Linked DNA regions of Mus musculus: region 1 is linked to region 2. Evidence: chromatin contacts called from public Hi-C data. All regions are on one chromosome and are shown on one strand. The core of a region is the stretch at or near the end of the contact, and the rest is flanking DNA. Distances in the headings are between cores, read along the strand shown. Region 1 holds the start of Stmnd1 (stathmin domain containing 1). Region 2 has its middle 86 kb from the start of Stmnd1.

Region 1 (4,127 bases), core at 1,540-4,039, 86 kb before region 2:
TAGATAAGGAGTCTTAGCATAGTAATCTAAATTTCATAAATGTATTTTTTTGGGGGGGAAAAGAGAGGGGGAAATGTGGAATCAAAGCAACAATAACTGAGGTGCCCAGAGAGCTACCTTGGAACTCATGAGCCAGTGGAAGAGCAGGGCCTTCAAAGCAGAGGATAGTTCTGGGTCACCAGCTGGGGTGGAGCTCTGCGCTGAGGGATGGATTGAACCCTCATCAGTCCTGCTGAGGAACAGGTCTAGGAATGACCTTCCAAGGGCCAGGGAACAGCATGGGAAAGGCAGGGAGGTATGGGCAGGCCTGGAAGCAAGCACTGTAGGTCATTTGGCCTGGAAGAGCAAGAGTCTGTGGAGAGGAGGGGCAGTACCGAGAACACGACATTAGCAAGCGAGGATTAGAGGGTTAGTCCATGATGGGGAGGGCTTTCTTAAGAAGACAGAAGGCAGTGTGTTGGTGGAGCAGTTAGGTTATGACAAGAAGAACAAAAGACCCTGAGCCCAAAGTCATCCTTGGCTACATAAAAAAGTATTGATGCCTTAATTAAACTCAGACAATCACTATTAGGAACAGAAAGCAGAACACAGCATTTGTGTGGGTGGCATCTGGGCACAGGCTTCTCTCGGAGCATGAGAGACTGAGCCATGGAGCCCTGTAGCACACCCCAGTAGGCTGGCTGGCTATCTATTTATCTATCTAAAGATAGGGTCTCATGTATCCCAGGTTTGCCTTGAACTCACTCTGTAGTTAAGGGCGACCTTGAATTCACGATCCCCCTGCTTCCCGAGCACTGGGATCACAGGTATACACTAGCACACCTGAGTTCTACATTGCTGGGATGAAAGCCAGGGCTTTTACATGCTAGGCCAGCACTCTTCCCACTGAGCCACAAGCCCCATCCTTCAGGCTTGCTTTTTACATCCACTCCAGGGGCTCAGATGTGCCACACCCATGCGGGGTACCATCACTGGTCCCTGAGCATGCTCACACCATGAGAAGACAGTGGATGCCTTTCACACAGCAGCCCGAAGAATGCCTTGTGGAAACGGTGGCCCTGAGTGGCTGCGAGATGCTTCCCCCAGCCTGAGAAAGGGGGTTGCAGGCTCTCCTTCACTCTTCGAAAGTGCAATTTTGAGGGAGTATGTGGTGGACCTCTCCTTGGGTCACCCCCCATGAGTTGAGGTCTTGATACCAATGAGATGCCCATTCTATAGGTGAAACTATAACTTTCCTGACAGAAGAGAAAGAATTCTAAAGAGACCCTTGTGCCCTTCCCTCTAGCTATTTGACTAGTGAGACAAAGGTCCCCCAGAAGTTGGAATTTCTCCCCGAGTCTCAGGCTAGGAGAGAGAACAGCTGAGTCTCTGTTAGAGGCAGGCTTTGGCTTTCCCACACAGGTCTGACAGAGAGAGTCTGGAGCTGAGACCATGATGGCGTCAGTGATGGGCAAGACCATACCAGGATCAAGACTGATTCATTATTGGTGCTTCTTGCCCTAAAACATGTTAATTACATTTGTATGTGTGTGCGCACATTTATGGAGCTCAGGAAATAGTTTTAAGGAGTCAGGGCACCATCTACCATGTGGCACCAGGGCATTGAACTTGAGTCTTCAGGCTTGGTATAAATACCCTTACCAACTAAGCCAGCCCTTCCTCAGTTCAGACCTACAGGTCACATCAGAACCCCAAAGACAGACTTGGGAAGTCTCTGAATCTCTGTTTTTGTTCTTCTTCCAATGTGGCCATATTGAAAAAAAATTAAAAATTTTCCTACTTTGCACTATTTTTTAATGGGCTGATGGAGTATAAATGGCCAAGCCTGACTTATTAGGTCTGTCGGGGCCTAACCCTTATTGTAGAGTCAGGGAAAGATGCTAAACAGCCCAGCCTCTGACCCCCACTGCCCTGTGGGAACTTCCCCCGATATCTCCAGGTAAATGATACAAACTGAGGCACAGTGGATTGGAAGGGGAATCTAAAAAACCAGATTCCCTCTAGCTTTGTCCCCCAAAGCTGAACAACCCAGATGATGTAGCTCGATGGTTGACAGAGCTCTGTGTGCTATAAAGAAATACAGAGGAAGGGCTGTTCCAGGACCAACACTAGCTGGCCCCACTCAGGAACTCCCGCCTTCCCATGAGACATTAGGTTGATGGCAGAAACCACTACCCCTCCTGTGGGCCTGCATCTGCCGGGGCTGTGACCTCATGCATGTGTCTGCAGATGCAGATATACAGAGGCATGCACACTTTCTTGATTTAGAGACACCAGCCAACAGTGGCAGAATAAACTCTTGGTTTATTCTGGCAGTCTCTCTTGGTTCACATCCTCAGTAACATACCTACTAAGAGGGTGGTAAACTGCCCACTGGCTCCAGATCACTTCAGAGCTTCCTAAGTGTGGAAGTGTGGGAAATCTGCCTCCCCTCCCCTCCCCTCCCCTCCCCTCCCCTCCCCTCCCCTCCCCTCCCTGTCCTCTCTTTTCTCCTCTTGTGTCCTCCCTTCTGCTCTCTCTGACAGTGTCTTGCTATGCACGCAGCTCCAGTGTTCACTATGTAGTCCAGGCGTGTGCTCCCACAAGGTCTGTGATTGTCTGTTACCTTGGATCCCTCTTCCCAGCCCTTCCTGGGAGAGGGTATGCGGCTCTGGCTCTGGTCCTCCTTTTGCTGGGAAGGTCCACAGCCCATTGCTCCTCCTCTCTAGGCTGTGCCCCCTGGAGCTTCTATCTTGTCCTGGAGTCCTTGTTCCCCAGTCAGGGCCCAGCACGCCCTCCTCCCATACCTCCAGGCTCAGCATCTGGGCAGTTGCTGGAAACTGTTGCCATAATAAACAGGCGTCACAGTCACACAGACCAGGGACCTGAGTGAGGCAGGATGTGACTTTTGCAAGGGAAAACTAAAAGATCTGAGAAGCCATCCAATTCTCTTCTAGGAGGGAGGGGAGGGAAGGGCTGAGTCTAAGCAACCGGCTGGACTGGACACTCATTTCTTTTTCTTTGCCCTGCGCCGCAGGGCCCTCCCCCATACCCCTTATCTGGTTCAGGCATCACATCAGCAGCAGCAGCCTGTGGCAGGCCACGATGCAGACAGCCAGCAGAAGACAATTAAATGCCACAGGATGGTCACATAAGAAATAAACCCCGCTTCATGGGTGAAAATCACTCAGGACCACAAATAGCTCTGCGGCTGCCAGCGGATCTGGAAATCATTTTCGACTTGCAAAGTCCACTTTAGGAACGGTTGTGCAGCGGGGCGGGAGAGGGGGCGGGGCGGGGGGGGGAGAGGAATCTCTACATTGTACAGAGAATGAAACCAACAGGGTGTCATCCCCCCTCCCGCCCCCTGCCCCGCACCTTGTCAAGAGAGGCGGAGCAGGGAACTGTGGGTTGCTCACACTAGCAGTAAGCTTCAGAACTTTAATCCTTTTTCCCTTCTTGAGGACTAAGAAGGTGGAGTCGAAAAGATGCTTGATATGTCTCAACCCTTTGTTTTCAAGGCTATACATTTAGGCTTTAGGGGAGCCACGTGACTTTCCTAAGATCTCCAGGGAGCTAGTTACAGAGGAGGAGCTGTGACCAGGACCCAGGAGGCCAGTTCTGTCCCTCTGCTTCTCCAAACAACTGGAAAACGCATCCCAGGCTTCCTGGAAATGTAAAACTCCCAAGATCTTCCCAATGAATCCCGAGGCCAGCTCTGCTCTAAATAGCTAGATTATAAAGTGCACATTTGTTTGCTGGGGTCCAGGCTGACCTCAGCTTACTATATAGCTCAGGATGACCTTGAACTCCAGATCTTCCTGCCTCTGCCTCACAAGTGTTGTGATGACAGTGTATGAAATTACTTTAAAATTTTTATTTTTGACCTTTTTGAGACAGGCAGGTCTACATAGCCTGATCCTCAGTACAGAACACAAGCCTGTCTCTGACTCATGGAAATCCCTCTGCCTCAGCCTCTCAAGTACTGGGATTATAGGTGTGAATCATCATTTCAGGGTTTATTTTTCAGCCACTCTGTTGCTGCTCAAATAATGGTGTTTGTCAAAGTTTTACTAACATGGAGAAAGATGTATCAAACCCAAGTCCAAGTCTTAAAACTAGGAAACAGAACAATGAAGATTTGTTAA
Region 2 (4,156 bases), core at 897-3,396:
GTTTGCCAGGTGCCTCCAGGGTTCTTGTCTCTGCTCAGAGAGCTCACTTAGCTCTGAGTGCTTTATGGTCATCTGCTGTTCAGCTGAACTACTGTTGTGTGCTGTTTGTGAAAGATGCTGGCAAGAAGGATGCCAGGTGGCTGTTGTTTCTCTGCATGCCTCCTGAAAAAGCAACGCCTGTCTCCCCAGGCCACTCATGAGAGCCAAGTTCTCAATAGAAGAGAGCTGAGCCTTCCTACTTGCTGCCAGGTCTTCTGCATTCAAAACACTCCTCCAAGTTTCTGTAAATGGCTTTTAGGACTTGTATGGAAAGCCTTCCCTACTTGCTTCCTTTATTCTCCTATCATCCTGTCTTTTATTCTTCAACACTGGATGGCCAACTTATAATCATTTGGCTGTGCATGGTCAGGGACATGAGACAGATTGAAGACTATGCCTGAGCATGGCTCTCATTATGTTTCCTGTGAATATTAGTTATTAATCTATCAGCAAGTTGGCCTCTTGCATGGTCATGTGACATTAGCATCACTGTCTTCTTTCTGGAGGCATTCACTCTTTTCTTTAGTGGTGTGTATATTCAAAAACCAAAGGAAAATCTCAGATTTCCCCCGGGAGCCATCCACACGATACGTCTTTATTTGTTTGTTTTGGTTATTTATTAATCTTGAGATACTATCTTTCCTGAACCCAAAGTTGACTATACAGGTTAGGCTGGTTGGCCAGCAAGCCTCAGGGATCCTTGTCTGGTATCACAAGTGTGTGCTACCACAACCAGCTTTCTTTTTAACATGGATCCTGGCGATCAAACTCAGGTTCTTCTGATGGCAAGGCCAACACTTTGCTAACTAACCTGTGTCTGAGCCCCGTGTTTTAAATTTTCTAAACGGATGTCAAGCGTCTGAAATCAAGACAAAGCTGCCTTGTAATTGCTTAAAAGCCAATTAAAATAGCCAATTATTAAAATTAAAAATCCTCATCCTTTATTTTTATTTCTGAAAAAATGAAAAGGAGGGTCTCATATAGCTCTGGCTGGTTTCGAACTTGCTATTTAGATGAAGACAACTTCAAACTTCTGATCTTCTTACCTTCAAGTCCTGAGTGGCTCAGTGCCCCCTGGCTGCAAGTGTGTGTGCCAGCAATGCCAGGTTCTCTAATGTCTGTCCTTTTCTTTTATGACGTTTCCAGAAGAGGCATTAGCCCAAGGCTAATACTCCACTACTTAATATCTACCGAGGCTGACTGCTTTGTTCCTGAGGATACAAACTGGGCCACCTGCATTTGCATGGCTACTCCAGGCATGCTTGCTCCCTGTTTGTTCAGATCCAGTTTTGCTGAAATTTATAGAGTGTTTTCTTAGGTCGATGGATTTGACTAAGATGATTAATATTCCTAATCGTGTTTTTCTAGTCAGGGAGATGAGCGGCGAGGGAGGAGTGGTAATTATGAAAAGTCAACATCAGCCACGGGTGCCGTCGTGTCTGAAGGAAGAACATTCTCTTTCAGGTGCCCCGACTCTGTCCCTCCAACAGCATCATCGCTGTTTTCCAGCCTCCTCCACAGCCTAGCTTTCATCTGTCACCTTGCTCGTTTTCCTCTGTGGCTTCAACAAGTGCAAATCACCCTCGGAGTGTATAACCACGCATGGGCTCAAAAGGTGCCTTTGTGTGTACTGCCCCTTTGCCTGCACCCTTTGTTCTTGCACGGGGAGGCAATAAAATGTTTTGTACCGATGAGTCCTCAGATAATTAAAGTGTATCCTCTGAACATCTCCAAATATTTTTTTTCAAGATCCCAACCATTTTAATAGAAATCTTTCTAAATATATCACACACCTGACTGCCTCCTTCTAAAAAACAAAACTGTAATTTCTCCCAGAGAGACGGCAGTGTGTGGAGGGAGGAAGGAAGGGGCATCTGCCTGCCTTTGTACTTCTGATTGATTTTGTCTCCGACTCCAAAGTGACACCACATGTTAATTAGGCTGATGCTTGTCCTCCGACTTCCCATCTTCATGAAGCTCACAATTTTATGGAGTAAGAGAATATGTAAATATGTCAGAGACATAATTAGAGATAAACACAGAGGGAGCCAGAGAACAGTGTGGGTCAAGCATAAGTCACAACCTTATTTGGTCAGACGGGATGCATAAGAGAGAGATGAATCCAGAACCGAGTCTCCGAGGATGAACAAAAGTTTGTCTTAAGGATCAGAAGGTGCCCGCAGTTCACGGGAAGGCACAGAACAATCAAAGGCATGTAGACTTAAAAGAATATGGTATGTCTGCTTGACAGACCTGTAACTAAAATAACAGTGAATGGGGAATTGGTGAGAATGAAGCTGGTGTGTGACTGTGTGTGTGTGTGTGTGTGTGTGTGTGTGTGTGTGTGTGTGTGTGTGTGCATCTATGTGTGAGCGCATGTGGAGGCCAGAGGACAACCTCAGCTATTGCTCTTTAGGTACCATTTGCCTTATTTGTTTCTTTAAAAAAAACACATATGTGGGGCTAGGTAGTGCACATATACTTCAGCATATGTGTTCTCTTCTTTCATCGAGTGAGATCCAGAGATCAAACTTGGCAGCAAGTGCCTTTACCGGCTGAGCCATCTCAGCAGCCCATCATACTTTTGGAGACACTGGCTTAGGATTCACCGAGGAGACTGGGCTGTTTTCCCAGCAAGTTCTAGAGACCCTCTTGTCCCTGTCCCCTTGATGATGAGAACTTGCCACCATGCCAGCTTTTGAGAAAACATGGTTCCCAGGGGGCAAACTCAGTTCTTTGTACTTCCAAGGCAAGTACTTTACTGGCTGACCCATCTGCCCTGCTCCTCTCCTTCGATTGATTGTGTGGAGGATACTGGAGAATCATAAACAGGGGAAGAATGTGGTTGGATTTGGAGTTTAGTGAAATGATGCCTCTGGAGCTTTCTTGAATCCAACAGCCAGAGATCAAGCACCCAGGAAGTGCAGAGATTGCCGACTCCAGGGGAGTCAGAGTAGAGGACCTCCTTGTTCTGCTGCCATTAGAACTGGCGGTATAATGGAAGTTAGGCTGAATGGCAGGGATACATTTTTTTTTCTTTCTTTCTTTCTTTCTTTCTTTCTTTCTTTCTTTCTTTCTTTCTTTCTTTCTTTCTTTCTTTCTTTCTTTCTTTCTTTCTTTCTTTCTTTCTTTCTTTTCCAGACAGGGTTTCTCTGTATAGCCCTGGCTGTCCTGGAACTCACTTTGTAGACCAGGCTGGCCTCGAACTTAGAAATCCGCCTGCCTCTGCCTCCCGAGTGCTGGGAATAAAGGCGTGTGCCACCATGCCCGGCTGGCAAGGATACATTTCGAGAGATGCTTGCATACATATGGACTCTAGATGGATATAGATGGTAGCTCTAAGGACAATCTCAGGCTCCCTGTGTGGTGATGACCTGGTGATTGGTGCGAGCAGTCCAGCAGTGATTTGAGAGAAAAATGATCTCATTTATTCACGGGAGCCTTTCCTGGCTGACCAATCTCACTCTTCCTTTGTATAATCACTTTTTCTTCTATCCTGCTTCAGGATCCCTCCCAAAGACCTCTAGTGTTCTTCTTACTGTTATGGGAATACATGGATTCGCTGATGTTTGTTGTCCTCTGAAATCTCATTTATCATTGCAAACTTGGGGCCAAGTACCTAGACACTTGATGTTTCAAGAAACCTTAGTTAAATTATCAGCAAAGCAGGAAAGAAGAAGGGGGAGGGGAGAAAGGAGGAGATGAGAAAGAGCTGACTTGTCAGTTTTACTTAGTGTTTCATACAGAAGAGCTGATAGTTCATATTGGAGCTTGTTAAATTAAGAGTCTCTGTGGGATGTGAGTACAAGGAGAAAGACCGAAGATTTGGACGTCTGTCTGGGATAGCATTATGTGTTCGTGATGCAATTTAGACAGAGTGTCCCCAGTGTCAGTTAAGTCAAGGAAGAATAGAATTTCAAAGGAAGAGATGGTACCAGATTTCATAATATGGCTGAACAAAATAAGGAGCAGAAAGTCCATTGCATGTGGCAGCCATCTTGGCAAAGATGGCTTCAGGATAATGGTAGGATCAAAAGTCAGGCTACAGACATTGGGAGATCCAATGAATGTAGTATGTTCCTTCCAGAACCTTCTAGAAAGTAATGCACAGGATAGG

Evidence for each region. Hi-C and Micro-C count contacts between places; a contact is called where the count stands out from the background.
Region 1: a contact with region 2 is called in a Hi-C map of uterus, with 5 times the contacts expected there. The contact joins the promoter of Stmnd1 here to the enhancer-like site in region 2. A contact is called at or near these places in 4 of 484 Hi-C or Micro-C datasets (brain, nephron progenitors and uterus).

The regions. Positions count from the first base shown.
Region 1 is chr13:46,272,383-46,276,509 of GRCm38.p6, reverse strand. Stmnd1 (stathmin domain containing 1) reads right to left here and starts at 2,789. Exons shown (of 5, transcript NM_001005422.1): 1 at 2,606-2,789. The coding sequence starts at 2,692.
Region 2 is chr13:46,185,936-46,190,091 of GRCm38.p6, reverse strand. No RefSeq gene overlaps it. Among named protein-coding and RNA genes, the nearest start is that of Stmnd1, 86 kb to the left of the region's middle. Within about 2 kb of position 2,146, at least 2 of the 459 cell types and tissues checked have an H3K27ac peak or open chromatin away from gene starts, as enhancers often do. A contact at or near this core is called in uterus, where this site is marked.